Regions from separate parts of the Anas platyrhynchos genome. Here region 1 is linked to region 2. Evidence: chromatin contacts called from public Hi-C data. All regions are on one chromosome and are shown on one strand. The core of a region is the stretch at or near the end of the contact, and the rest is flanking DNA. Distances in the headings are between cores, read along the strand shown.

Region 1 (6,929 bases), core at 1,388-3,887, 230 kb after region 2:
TTTCTTTGGTATCTCTCCCAGAAGAAATCCATAAACCGTGAAACTCCTGCTGAATCCAGCAGAGATGGTGGAGACACTGCAGGGAGCATGGGAGTGCAAAAGGATGCCCCTGGTCTGGAAGGAGAGAGAGGATCCTGTGGGAAAATATCACCTTCTGTATTTTAGTGAGTTTTTGAGGATTTACAAGCTTGGTGGAGCCCAGCAAACGGGATGCAGAGAGCCAAAGTCCATCTTTCCCCAGTATTGTGGAATTACCTGGTATTATTACAGTAGCAAAGTGGCGGTGTTTGCATTATTATCACTGTTACAAATGCAGGGTGGCCATGGCAGCCAAAAGGTGGAGATGGGGAACGTCACCCTCCTTCCCACCCAGTACAGAGGAATATTCCTCCAAGGATCTAACAGAAGGAATTATCTGTAAACAAACAGGTGTTTTGAAGCTCCCTTGTAAACTGGAATCACAACGTCTTGAACCTTTTTAATAAACGATATGTTTTCTTTGTGTCTATCTATCTCAGGAATGTCAGAACCAGAACGTTTCCCCAGTGACAGCTTCATCCTTTAAACTTCGCAGATGAGACAGCATGCGGAGCAATCTGTGCTGAAGCAGGATTAGGAGTTACCAGGGTGACACTCTGTAATTTGTAGGATGCTGACAATGAACCTCGGAAAAGCACAAGACCTTTGCTGGAGCTCAAGAGACCACAGAGACCCAATTGGCATCTGCTGTCAATGAAGCAGCAATGAAGTTTGTCTGCCCTTTCCCTCCCCAGATCTTTGCTACTACAAACCGTGTTTTTTCATTTCCTAGGGGCAGGATGGGGCCCTTTGCACCAGGGATTTACCTGGGGAGGAGGGAGGCTCCAGGCCATTGCTTGTCTCAATTGTGCCAAAGATCTGCTGCTGAGAAAGTGACCTCTTCTGTTGGGCTCTTCTGCAGCCATCTTCAGGGGCTGTGATAGTGAAGCTGCGGCTCCACCACCCCTCTTCCCCTAGGGCAAGACAAATAATAAAGGAAGCAGAAGCCTCTGGGTGTTTTTCATTTGCCCATCGTTGGTAGATTGTGTCAGGTTGCTTTTTCCTTTCCTTCTTTTGCAGGCACAAACTAAGACTTCAGGAAAAAGGATGCCAAAGATGTGTTTGCATTTCAGGTATCTGCACACCTGGGGGCTACGGAGGGCTGGAATCCAGGTCAGACAGTGTCAATTCTGCTCCAGCAAGGGCCTAAACTTTGCTCATGACAGTTGTTCCCTATCCTAGACCACAAATTTCTTGCCCACTTGCTGACATCAAGGCCCAGGACCAAGCTACAAGCTGTTTAGCAGACATCAACAGGCACAAGTTTCACAACAAGCTGATTCCCCAGCCTGGAAAGCTGTTCAGCATCTAGAGAGAAGTTGTGGTGTTTTCTCAAGAGAGATAAAGGCAGAGGTTCAGTACCTCCTGGGTTTTCCACAATGTAATCATAAAAATTTATGAATGCAGCTGCAGCAAGAAATCAGTCAAGCTGTCGGCAAGAAAGAACAAGCGACCGCTAGCTTGACATTTGCAGGACATTTACAGCAAGCCCCAGAAAGCTCATTTCAACCAGCCGCCCTGCTCCTGTCAGTGCAGCAGCATTGCTGTGGGCAGCACGCTGCTTGCCAGCCTGCTCTTTATTTGGGGTTTTTAGGCTAACAGTGACATCAGAGGTAGAAAAAGCCTGTAAACCACAGGAACCTACCTCCTCCCAGAAGCACAGTGGTTTCCCTCATAAAAGAACAGCAGGTGTTAAAGCGTCACCGAGGGACTTGATTTTGACCACAAGGCCAAGAAAAAGCAAGTGTCTTTAGTAAATCTCAGCTTCCCGGTGACCTCTGACAGAGCAAATCTGCCAAGGCTGAATTGGCTCACTTTTAGGCCAAAGCCAATGATTTATCTGCGGTGGTTGGGCTCAAATCCTGGAGGCTTTATTGAGATTAAAAGGGAACTCACTCTGTGGAGAGCCAAGCAGCAGCCAAAATTTGGCCTTTCTGAGAGAAAGAGAGGTGGGCTGCAGAGGTGAGGGGCTTCAGGAAGGGAGGGACAGAGTAGAACAGGGGATGCTGTGCCCCCAGAGGGTGGATGCCGTTCGGCTGTTCCCCACTCCCCAGCTTCACAGGGCTTGTGCCAAATTCCTGCTGCTTCCCAGTGTGACTGGTGCTGGGAACCGTCCCAGGGAGTAAATGCAGAGGTGGTAGAGGTGCAGGTGCTGGCTGCCTTGTGTGAAGCAGCAAAGCTCTGCTCGAGAATTGAACCGCGTGCGCGAGAGGGAGCGAGAGAAAGAGTGCCTAGGGAGATGAAAAAGGTTCAAATGAGTCATCCTCATCTTTTCCTCTAATTTGGTAGATCATACAGGGAGCGATGCCTCCCTGCCTCCTTGCTGAGCAGCTCGCGGAGTCCTGGAACCACAGAACCGTTAGGGCTGGAGGAGACCTCCAAGATACCTGGTGCAACCACCCCGCTACCACCGGTGTCACCCCCCGATGTCACCCCCCGATGTCACCCCGAGCCACCCAGCAGGAGCGGCCCGGGCCCGCCAGGGGACGCCGCGGGGCGGCGGAGCGGGGCCGGGGGCGGGGGCGGGCGGCTCCTGGGGGGCGGTGCGGGGCCGGGCAGGGCCGAGCCGAGCCGGGCCGGGGCAGGGCAGAGCAGCGGGCAGCGGCGGGGCCGGGCAGAGCCCCGCGGGGAGGCGGCCAGGAGGGGAACGGCGCCGGACAGCCCGGGGACCCGCCGCGGCCCCGAGCCCGCAGGCCGGGCAAGATGTGGCGGCGCTGGGAAGCGGGCTGGGATGAGAAGAGGGAGCTGCAGGAGCTCAACTCCCGGCTGCGGCTCTTCGTGGGCCGGGTGCGGGAGCTGGAGGAGGAGAACCGCTTCCTGGCTCGGGAGCTGGCGGAGCTGAGGCAGCAGGAGCTGGTGGGGCTGCGGGTGCCCGAGCAGGAGCTGGGCTGGCTGCGGGTGCAGCTGGAGGAGCTGAGCCGGGCCAAGTTGGAAGCGGAGCTGGAGCGGGACGGGCTGCGGCGAGAGCTGGCCGAGCTGCGGCTGCTGGGCGCGGAGGTGCTGGAGGCGAGGCGCCGCCTGGAGCCGGAGCTGGCCCGGCAGTGGGAGCTGCTGCAGAGGCTGCGGGGAGACTGCGTGGCCCTGGAGGAGCTGCTGCTGCAGCTGCAGGTCGAGCACGGGCAGCTGGCCGAGAGGCAGCAGCGGGAGGCGGTGGAGATGCGGGAGCTGCGGCTCGACCTGGCCGCCCTGCCGCCCCCCTTGTCCGTGCTGAGCCTGGAGGAGCTGGAGGCGACCTACGAGATGGTGCTCGGCCAGAGCTGCCGGGAGACCCTGCTGCGCTACCAGGAGCAGATCCGGGCGCTGCAGGAGCAGGAGGCGCAGAGGAGCCGGGAGAACTTGGAGCTGCTGCGGGAGGAGGGCAGGCAGTGCCGCCAGCAGCTGGAGGAGCTCCGGCGGCAGGGCCAGGAGCTGGTCGGGCTGCAGGAGAGGCTGGAGGAGGAGCTGCTGGCCGGGCAGGAGCGCCACAACGCCGAGGTGGAGGAGTACGAGGTAGCGTGGTGGGACCCGGCCGCTTCGCTGCTCCCCCGGGGTCTCCTCCTGCTCTCCCGCTCGCTTTTTGCTCGAGGTCCCGGCCCCCGGTGGGATGTGAGCCCTGGAGCCCCCTAAGCCCTGCAGCAGGATTCCCCCGGGCTGCAGGAGGAGGTGGCCCTGCAGGAGCTGGCTGCTGCCCAGCCCATCCCTGGGGGCTGCAGGGAGCCCCCCTGCCCTGCTTTAGGGAGATCCTGCTGTGAAGGGTGGGGGGCCGCAGGGTGACAGTGACCCTGTGAGAGCCGCTGGTGACAGGTGCTCCCCTCCCGATGTGCCCTCTCCAAGTTCCCCAGAGCTGCTGCCTTGCCAGGGCCCTGCTCAGGTTGACTCTGGGATGGATGAGCCATGTCCCTGGGTGGTGGGACACGGAGCTTCCTTCCCTTCTGCCCGGGGACTTGAGGTTGACCTCTTGGGATCAGAGAGAGGATCCAAATTTTTTAATTTTTTTCCACTTCTGGACATAGAGAAATGTTCATAGTCCATGCTGTAGTTGAGAAAAGTTAGTCTTCTGAAGGCAGGATGATTTCTTACAGTGCAACAACATAAAGCTGAGTGGAAATTGTTTGGAGATAAAACTTCAACATTGTAAGTGGCTTGTAGCAGTTTCAGGTGGATATTTGGTTGTTCTAAACAGGGCTATCGTGGCATCTGTAGCTGAGGATTTGTTTGCTGGCAGAATGATGTTTGGCAGCACGTATAATCACCCTGTGTGTGTGAACTGATCAGCAGATGCCAGGACAACAAAATATCAGTTCATCGGATTTAGGGCACAGAGCGCATATTAGCTCATCCAGACCATCGATCCATTTCCTGAGGGCAACATTTCTTTTGTTCATTGCTAGACCTTTTACTAACACTCTGCTGGAGCTCCTTGTTTATCCGAACCCCGTGTTTTCATGGTCATGTTGGGTCGAACAGCCATGGCAGGTCATGGAGGTGCTGGCCAGCGGGCAGGGACAGGGACCTGCTGCTGTGGGTCTGTTTTTTGTACACTACTAGCTTGTTTGCTTGTTTGCAATCTGCAAGCTACACAATGATGAAAACATCATTTACCTCTAATCATCATTGCTTGAACTGAAAACCTTTAAATACAATGTTCTTTTAAAAAGAGCATTTAGCATCGCTCATTATCGACACTACAAATTTTTCTTCTAGAACCAGTGGGATTGGGTGTGCTCAGATGCCTAGCTCTTTCTTTCAACTCAGCTAGGTGTTTTTATACCAGTGTGTTGTTTCTGTATCTGCTTGCTATTTTAAAGAATTTTATACAGAAGAGCAAGTGGAGACAGTCCAACACATTTTAGAAGTCAGATAATCAAAATCAATGCATGCCCTGCAGTTGTTCTGTTTCAATACCCAAAACTGGATTGTAATTTTGCTACTGAGATGATAAACTTCTGTGTTACTCCCAAGAGCATCTGGCATACTTTGTGTTTTTACAAGAACAATAGCTAGTAATAAATAGTAATAAAAGAAAAAAACAACAGTGCTTTGATATCCAACTTGAAAACATGTGAGCTGTCTCATCTTTGTATATGTATATATAGATAGATAAAAAATGTTTGAATTGTGGTGAAAATGACACCATAAGGTTTAAATCTTCTGAACAGTTCCATATTTAAATTGCTGGGTTTCAAATGGAAAAGGTCTTCCAATGGCCAGTCTGTTGTACATGAGAAAGAAAGTCTTTCATCCACATCTGGTGAGAAAAAAATATAGAACGTGTAGAAATAGCTTTTTCAGGTTTTATTCTTGTGATCAAAGCTTTTTTTCTTTTATTGGTGGAAGTATATTTAGCATGGATTTCAAATTATGCTTTAAAGAGCATCTATCCCATGGTTATTTATTGGGAAGTGTCACATAGAAATGATATGTATGTACAGATTTTAGTCAAGTGGTTACTGTCCATTGCAGCTGCAATAGCAAGTAGATTTATTCATACTTTCCATATATCATCCAGTCGCCTTATATGTCCATCTTTGTCTCCTGCCCCATCCCTATCCTCGCTAAAGCTTTCAGCAATGTTAAATAGAAATATGTGCTTGGAGTTATAATTCAGCTGAACCCTGTAGGCGGTAAATCACGCATTGTTTGGAACATTTTCACTCGTCCTGGATGCCGAGGGATGAAGTCAGTAGATCTCTTATGTCTTACCTCCATAATTTTAGCTGTGTGCCCTAACAATACTCACGCAAAAGCTCCCGGTGATCTGAATGCAAGTTCGCATATGGAGTGACAGCAGAAGGAAGCCCCGTATTTTTCAGATGTGTAAGAGGCCGCAGCTCATCCTGCTGCTTCAGAAAGAGGCAGAAATCCTTCACTAATTCTGTAGGTTTAGGATTAGTTCCCGTGTCCTTGTTGTTGGGTGTTCCAGAGAAGAAAACATTTTGTCAAATTAACATATCAATATTTTATGTGCATTTTTGTGTACCAGTTTCTAGCCAGCTAAGCAGAGAGTGTCAGTTCTTCCCCTTACTGAGCCACTGAGCGAGCTGTGGGTTTGGTGAACTGTACCAGATGGAAAGGGCTGGAGTCTGAAACCCTGGTTTTATTCCCTCAGTAGGTACAGTTTGGACAACCCAAGTACATTCTTTTCCTGCCACTGCCCTTCTAAAATTTCCCACTGCTGACTGGAAAGGGACATCTGAAGGATGAGTTTATCACTTACATTCAGTTGTTCGGTTCTAGTAGGACCTCACCACAACTTGGAGGACAGTTGATGTAGATGAGAAACAAATCTTTACAAGTTAATCCCTTTGAGGAAACTCCATTGTGGAGCAAACGTGGCTGCAACAATGCAGATTACCTTTGGCAAAATGGAAGTTGGTCAGCTTGCAACCTCCCAAACTTCATACACCTTTTAGCATGCTTGGAAGCAGTACGTAAGGCCAATTGTCCTCTGTATTGTGTTTAAACATCAGGGCAGGCCAGGCGGTGGCTGTCTGCCACCCAAGTCTATACAATGTCTGCTCCTGCTGGAATGAATTCCTTCAGAGCTATTGCACAGTTGGCTGAGGTATGTAGCCCCTTATGGTAATCATTAGGACACTGTATTTAACACAAACTTTTGGATCCCATGTGCTCTCTGAATCCAGTGGGTAGAATCTCAGTGGCTTTTCAAAGTCAGGCTGCAGACCTTTGGGGTGAGGAACCGAAGTTCTTTGACTTAAGCACAGGCGTGCCTACCCCCAGTTTTTTGGAGTTGCACCCTTAGTCCAGCATACAGACTCTCTGTATAGGTTCTCCTGGGGCTTTGGCAACACCTGTGCATTGTGAAGCTCTTTTTAACATATGCATGCACATGTACACTTCAGCCTCTGTTT
Region 2 (6,618 bases), core at 2,614-5,113:
GGCTACACACAACCCCTATCTTCATCTCATGCAAACTGCACAAATACGTGCAGCACACTGAAGGTTCCTGAAAGCCATGGTTTGCTATCAGAAAGGACATTCTCCAGGCAAATAATGCAGCAATGACAATACAAGACAACTAGCTCGATTGCCACTGTTACCAATCTCAGATCCCCCATAATTTAAGTTGCAAATGTTTTGCATCTGAAAAATCTACTGCTCCCACCAGTAGAGTGCATAAGTCTACCTAAGATAGCTCAGCAGCCTCCCCAAATTGCTTGCAAGGCCAATTTGTACAGCCAGACTAATCTCAAAATAAAGCAATTAATTTGAGCAAAAAAAGGAAACAAAACAAAACAAAAATCCCTCTTTTCCATAACAATTTACACATTGCTAAATTTATTATGCAGCTGCAAATTAATACATCACCTTCACTAGCTATCACAAGCCTGTCTTGGAACTTCTTGCTCAGGCAAAAAATAAACAGCTGTACGTAGTGGAGAAAACATGTAAACATCTCTCTTGTTTCTCTGTGCCATTGTGTCAGCTATTCTACATGTCTTTGAAGGTGCTCCAAAATCAGCAAGGCTCTGCTTCTGCTTTTCCTTTTTTTTTCCCCTCTCTTCTCTCTTTTTTCATTTTTTTTTTTTTTTTTTTTTTCATTTTGGGAGGAGGAAGAAGCAGAAGGACAGACTGGCAATAAAGGGCTACCTCTGTGCTCTTCACAGTAAAGCTGAGATTGTTTAAATTCAGTTTACACAAACTCTTCTGTAAGGACAAAAGAAACCACTGCTGGTGGTTAAAAATGCAAAAGGTTTTGATTGTAAGGGCTTGACGATCAGCCAAAGATATGACTAGGGGGAAAAACACAGCAAGACAGCTCTGACCAGAATGGAGGAAACAAGGAAAAACACATGGCCTGACTTCAGAGCAGAAAATTGACTTAGGCTTTGCATAAACGACAGCATACCTCAAAGCCTGCCTGATCCACAGCCTGCCTGGAATGAGAACATGTAGTCTAAAAGCAGAGCCTATTAAAAGGCATAATGTTTCTAAACGGCATCTGTTGCGTACTAATAAGCATTACTTAAAGGACACAGGCCTTAAATTGCTACCAAACGTGCACTTATCTGAAACTGCTGCAAGGCAATCATTACAAAAATGTCACATGACACCATGGGAATTTGAATAATATAAGATGTTTTTATTTAGTTTGGCTTGAAATCATTACACAGAAAAAATATGGAGGCACTTTCTGAGATTTTGAGACTGTGGAACTTCACAGGAATGAAACACTAGCAAGAATTACATCAGCAGAGCCATTTGCCATCTGTTGTTGGTAATACTATAAAGACCAGCCACCAGACAGCAGTTTCGAAGGTTACAAACACACAACATTTTTAAGCATCCGCAGACCGCTCGGTAAGCGAGCAGGACCCAGTTTACTTTCGGTATGTGTGACCTGAGGGTCTGCCAATCGTTTTGCGAAGACAGCAAAACCGTGAATTGCCACCACAAGTTTGGGAGTCTCCTGGTGCGCAACCATTATACAATGCAGAAAATATACCAGCCTGTTCTACACCAGTTCTTATAACATACTCATAAGCATAATGGCTGCACACCTCCCACTCGGAATTTAAACAGGCTAGACTTTCCCTGGTGTTGTTTGTTCTCTCATACTCTCCTCCCAAGGGAAGGAGAAGGTTCACTGCAGTGCTATTATGGGTAGGGACTCAGGTTTGTTTGCTGGGTTTTCACTGTGTTTTTTCTTTGAGAGAAGTATTTTGAAGGAGGTAGGATTTTGTTTCCTGCTTCTTTGCCTTCTAAGACATAACTATGTATTTATGTTAAAGCAAGGTTACAGTAATCTGCCTTGCCTGTGGCAGGGAAAGCGAGGAGGTTATGAAAATCCCCCTCTCTCAGAGATACACACACACCTCACTCTGAAGAAAAGTCTGCTTGTTTCATAGAGTTTAGTTATACTGAAGGAATACGGTTGTTGATCAGACTCATCTTAGAGCTTCAAGTAGATTTCTCTAGACGTAGGGACCACATTCATAACACATAGCACATCTACACTACCAGAATTTTGAGTTTCCACCTTTCAGGGTGCTGACCTCCTCCTACCTGTAAACTTTAACTGATTAACATGGATTTCATTGAGGGCAGGGAATTTTCCATCTACCTAGAGAGGCAGATGGAAATTTAAAGCTTCATTAGTGCAATTGTTGAACTAGATGTACAGGTTTGTCATGTGGCAACTATTTCCCAGGCGCCAGCATCGTATGTATTTTGTTACTCACTGAATGTCTTTTGCAGCCTTGTTGTTAGATGGTTAGCATGTACAAGTCCGACTCTCAAAATGTTCTGAAATCAAAACTGTCTTGTGGCAAGGCTGAATTTAAAACAAGAACCTCAAGTTCTATGTCAACATCTGGCCTGCTTTTCAATGGCAAGGTTTGTGAAGAACAGTTACAGGAACAGACCTCAGGAACAAGTAGAGTTGCGGCACCTCAGTTACAGCAGGGCATGAACTGAGAAGTACCACTTGCACAAGAAGAGCTAATGGCCAACTCCAGTATTTTCTTAAAGTGTTATATAGCCAACCTGTTACCAACGGTTACATAATTACTTTAAACCTACCAATATTCAATTCTTTAACTGTCAAAATTCAGACAACACCTGGAAACAATGTAATCCATTCCAAAAGAGGAAGGGAATGGAAGAAGAACTATTTTAAACATTTGAGAATAATGAAAAAAAATGGGGAAAAAATGTTGACAGAACCTGAAATGCCCAACAGTACATTTGCCTGGACATGAAAAAATGAGGCTCATTCATCTAGAGATATGTTATTTAAAAACATCAGCAGAATTAAGAGTATTAAAAAAAAAAAAAAAGGATTATTACCAATGTTTGACTTTCAGAAGTGGCTGATAAGAGGGAAAAAATAGAGCCATCTGACTACAGTGCATTTAGCCATCAGCAGTTAGAGGAACTAATGAACAACATCATTATTTTACTGAAGGGGATGAAGTAGGTGCTTTAGATAAATGGCAGCAACTTAAAATGCGTTTCAGAAGATAAATTCACTTTCTCTCCATTTACCTGCTAGCGTGACAAATTAAGAAAGAAGAGCATAAAAACAGAGCAGGAGGGAAAGCAGTGCAAAAGCTAACTGAGGTGATGCAACGGGCCCTTATCCAAACAAGTGCATGAACAGAGATTCTTGGAAGTGCTCCTAGTCAAATATAAACCAGGAACACTACACACGCCAGACTGCCTTGGAAATCCATGATAGAGCATGTGCAGAAGATTCACCTGTCCTAAAATAAGCTCCCATACCAAGCACCAGGAGCATTGTCTTTTGGGAACTCAGTGTCTACTCATGTCAAAGCTGTGTTCCACCTCATAACGAATTGCAAGTTCTCTGTCGGCCCACACGGGGCAGAGAAGAGCTTTAGCTATGGCCAAAACCCCCAGTAGATTAACTTGTGCTGAAAGCAGATGGTTTTTCTCTCCCCCCAAAATTAATCATTAGAAACCATGTATTTCTTGTTCTACAAGCATCTCATGATCAACAAAGCAAGTAGCAAGTATTTACTGAATACCCTTTCTTAAGTAACCAAGGGCAATGTAGAAAGCCTTTTATACCTCCTCTCTACACCAAAATAATGCAGCAAGTTATTTCTTGGTGGTCAAGACACAATGTGTTTACTGCTCCTTTCGTCCCCGAAACCGTGTTGTAACTCAGTCTGAGTAAACACTTTAACGTGTCCTCTGCAATTTGGCCTCACAGATGTAGAAGTATGTTTACACAGCACTGCCTCTGCTCTTTATTAGTTCTCCAGTACCTCACCGTTAAGGTCACAGGCCGATGCACCTGTGCCTCCACACACACACCAGCTGCGCCATTTTACCAGCACCACCCGCTGAACCAAAGCTGACAGAAATTGCGGGGCCAGCTCCCCAGCTCCTCTCTGCTTCAAGGCGGGTTTGGGCTACCCTAAAAAAAAAAAAACTGGAGAAGCTCCTTGTGTGCTTGGGAAAGGGAGAAAAACTTCAGGGACTTGCTCTGGTAGACCCTCTTTGAGGAGGGCGTCAGACGGGACCACCCCGGGGGCACCTCTTCACCTCAGCCACCCTGGGGAAAACTGCGGGTTGGAAACGCGGCCACGAGGAGCTCGCCCGGCCGTGCCCGCGGGCGAGGAGGGCACTGAGGTGTCGGTGACGAGGCCGGGGCGGCACGTTGGCCGCTTCAGCAGCGCCTCGAGGCGGGCGCTGAGGAGACGCCGCCATTTCGTGGCGGCGGGGGGCGCCCGGCGGCCCCTCACGGGAGGAGGAGGAGGAGGCGCCCGGCGGGTGAGCAGCCGGCCCGGGGGGGACATGAGGGGAGAGACGGGACGAGGGGCCGGCGGGGGAAGGAGGCGAAGCCGCGGGCGAGCACTCTCTCCCTCCCCTCTTACCAGCGGCTGCTCGTCCTCCTCCCTCGGCCTCCATCAGTGCCTTGGAGGCGGGCTCCGGCCGCCCGGCCCGCCCCCGGCCCCGGCCCCGGCCCGCGGGGGGATGGCGGCGGGGCGCTGAGGGCGGGACGCGAGGGGCCGCGGCCGGGCTGAGGGGAGAGGTGGCCGGAGGGGAACAAAGAGCGGAGGTTGCGATAAACCCTAACCCTGGCGCCGCTTCTCTAGGAGAGAAGGCTAAAAAGGGTGAGAAGGTGTTTCCAAACGCAGGGCAAGGTGGTGGTGGGGTTAAGGAGCAGCTCCTGTCCTCCCCCCAATGCAAGCACCAGGCAAGCATCGCACTTCAACGTTAAAAAATGCTGAATAAGAGTTCTAAATTCTTCACTTAAAAGGTCCAGTTTGACAAACGATAGGGCTAATGCCGGGTTCGTTAAGTGCTGGGAATAGTGAAGTGCAAAAAATGATGTTTTTATGGCATTGTTCAGGCATGTACCGCAGTGATCTTCAGTCATGTGAAAGAGGCTTTTGAAAAATCTCGCCTGCTGCTCGATATTAAGAACTAAAGTAGAGGTAGGAATATGAAAAAGAATACACAGTTGTCAAAATTAGAAAACAGAATGCAGGTGTTGACTCCTGGGAGCCTTCCTACCGAGATTGTCTGATTGCTTAATTATTTCTAAAATAGCTAGCACAGGTATCAAAGTAAAAAATAGGGGGGGGGGGGGGAAGTACATGGAAATAATAGTACATTTGCATAGAAAAATGCACACTTTCTTTTGGGCTTGCTGTTGGGGAACACCACTGGTTTCAGTCCCTCGGACACAACGCTTCAGGAACGTGCTTTAAGTGCCTCACGTTGCTGCTACACACTCTGCTCCCTGTCAGCATTTAAAAGGAAACTCCACAGGGTTGATCTTCCCTTCAAATATTTTTAAAAACATGGTAACAAAGACTTGTATTTTCTTTCCTCAACAAGGCAAAGCAATTTTTCCCTTCACAATAGGGCAACACAATTTCAGCACATACACGGGCACTCTCAAAGAAGCCAATGTCACACAACCACCTCACAGCACATCAGTGAGTTTCTTCACATTCTTGTGATCACTTGAAGCTTTGCACCTTCCAGCATTCCCCGAGTATCATGCATGTTCTCAGCCCAGAGGTTTCATCATCATATAGACCAATGGTCTATAGGAAATATCAAACTTAACACCAAAATGTTTGTCTCTTCTCTTTTTGTGACGTTATATTCCACCTACCTGTATGCCATCTTTGGTCTTCCCTGAGGATCATTTATTTTTATTGAATGCAAAAGAAATGTAAAGTGCTAGATGCTGAAATTTCTATTTAAAGTCCCATTATAGTTTAGTGTTAAATAGCATAACAGCTTGATTTCTCCCTCCTCTCATTAAACGTTGGACGGCTGAGATAAATTTGGAATATATTAAACACTTCCACTTAACAGTTTAACATGTTGGTTCGTTCTTGCCAATAGCAAGAAATAAAAAATCTATATGTAAGTAATAATAAAAGGGATAAAATTTGAAGAGCTGTTACTAAATGAAGGGCCGTATTCAGTTTTTGTTACCTTCACCACTAAAGAGCTATTTGAGCAGTATTCTGGTACTTCTGCAATGTGGTGAGAGTGCATTTACAGAAAATACCTTTTCCTCTTAGCAGCTCAAAACCTTTTTAAATGTATCAGGCAACTGTACGGTAAAGTGTTCAAAGCCAAAACGTTGGCTTTCGTGGTTGAGTTGTGTCCATTTCTTTTTGCCCCAAAATGAGTGCTATGCCAATCATGTTTGTATACAGCAGGAGGAAAAACAACCGGTGTTAGTTATGGCTGAGTCAGCTGTGTCTGTGATTTGCCTTCGAATAGCCAGGGCTCAGTTTCTTAATTGTAAAAAAGGGAGAAAAATTTGCACCAACCTCAAGTATCCATATGCTATGAATACATATATGTGTGAGTGCTAATAGTAAAGCTACGCTCGTAGTTTCTCAAAAATTTAAAGAGTAGCTTTAATTTCAGTTGTTTCAGAGTCTATGGATCTAACAGACATATCTATACCATGCAAGAACATCTAATAAAATGCCTTGTGTTTCCCAGCATTCAACAAATACCCTCCATATGTCTATAAAGCTGCTATAATGTCAC

The links. A called contact is a pair of places that touch in the nucleus more often than the background predicts.
Region 1: a Hi-C map of F5 follicle shows a contact between it and region 2, with 4 times the contacts expected there. The contact joins the promoter of SYNM here to the promoter of PGPEP1L in region 2. A contact is called at or near these places in 6 of 8 Hi-C or Micro-C datasets (F5 follicle, liver, skeletal muscle and 2 more).

Annotation. Positions count from the first base shown.
Region 1 is chr11:21,277,752-21,284,680 of IASCAAS_PekinDuck_T2T, forward strand. It overlaps SYNM (synemin), which reads left to right and starts at 2,638. Exons shown (of 4, transcript XM_027465718.3): 1 at 2,638-3,567. The coding sequence starts at 2,782.
Region 2 is chr11:21,044,764-21,051,381 of IASCAAS_PekinDuck_T2T, forward strand. PGPEP1L (pyroglutamyl-peptidase I like) reads left to right here and starts at 3,864. Exons shown (of 7, transcript XM_038185044.1): 1 at 3,864-4,362. LOC101796143 (protein FAM169B) reads right to left here and starts at 4,619. Exons shown (of 9, transcript XM_027466224.3): 1 at 4,467-4,619. The coding sequence starts at 4,500.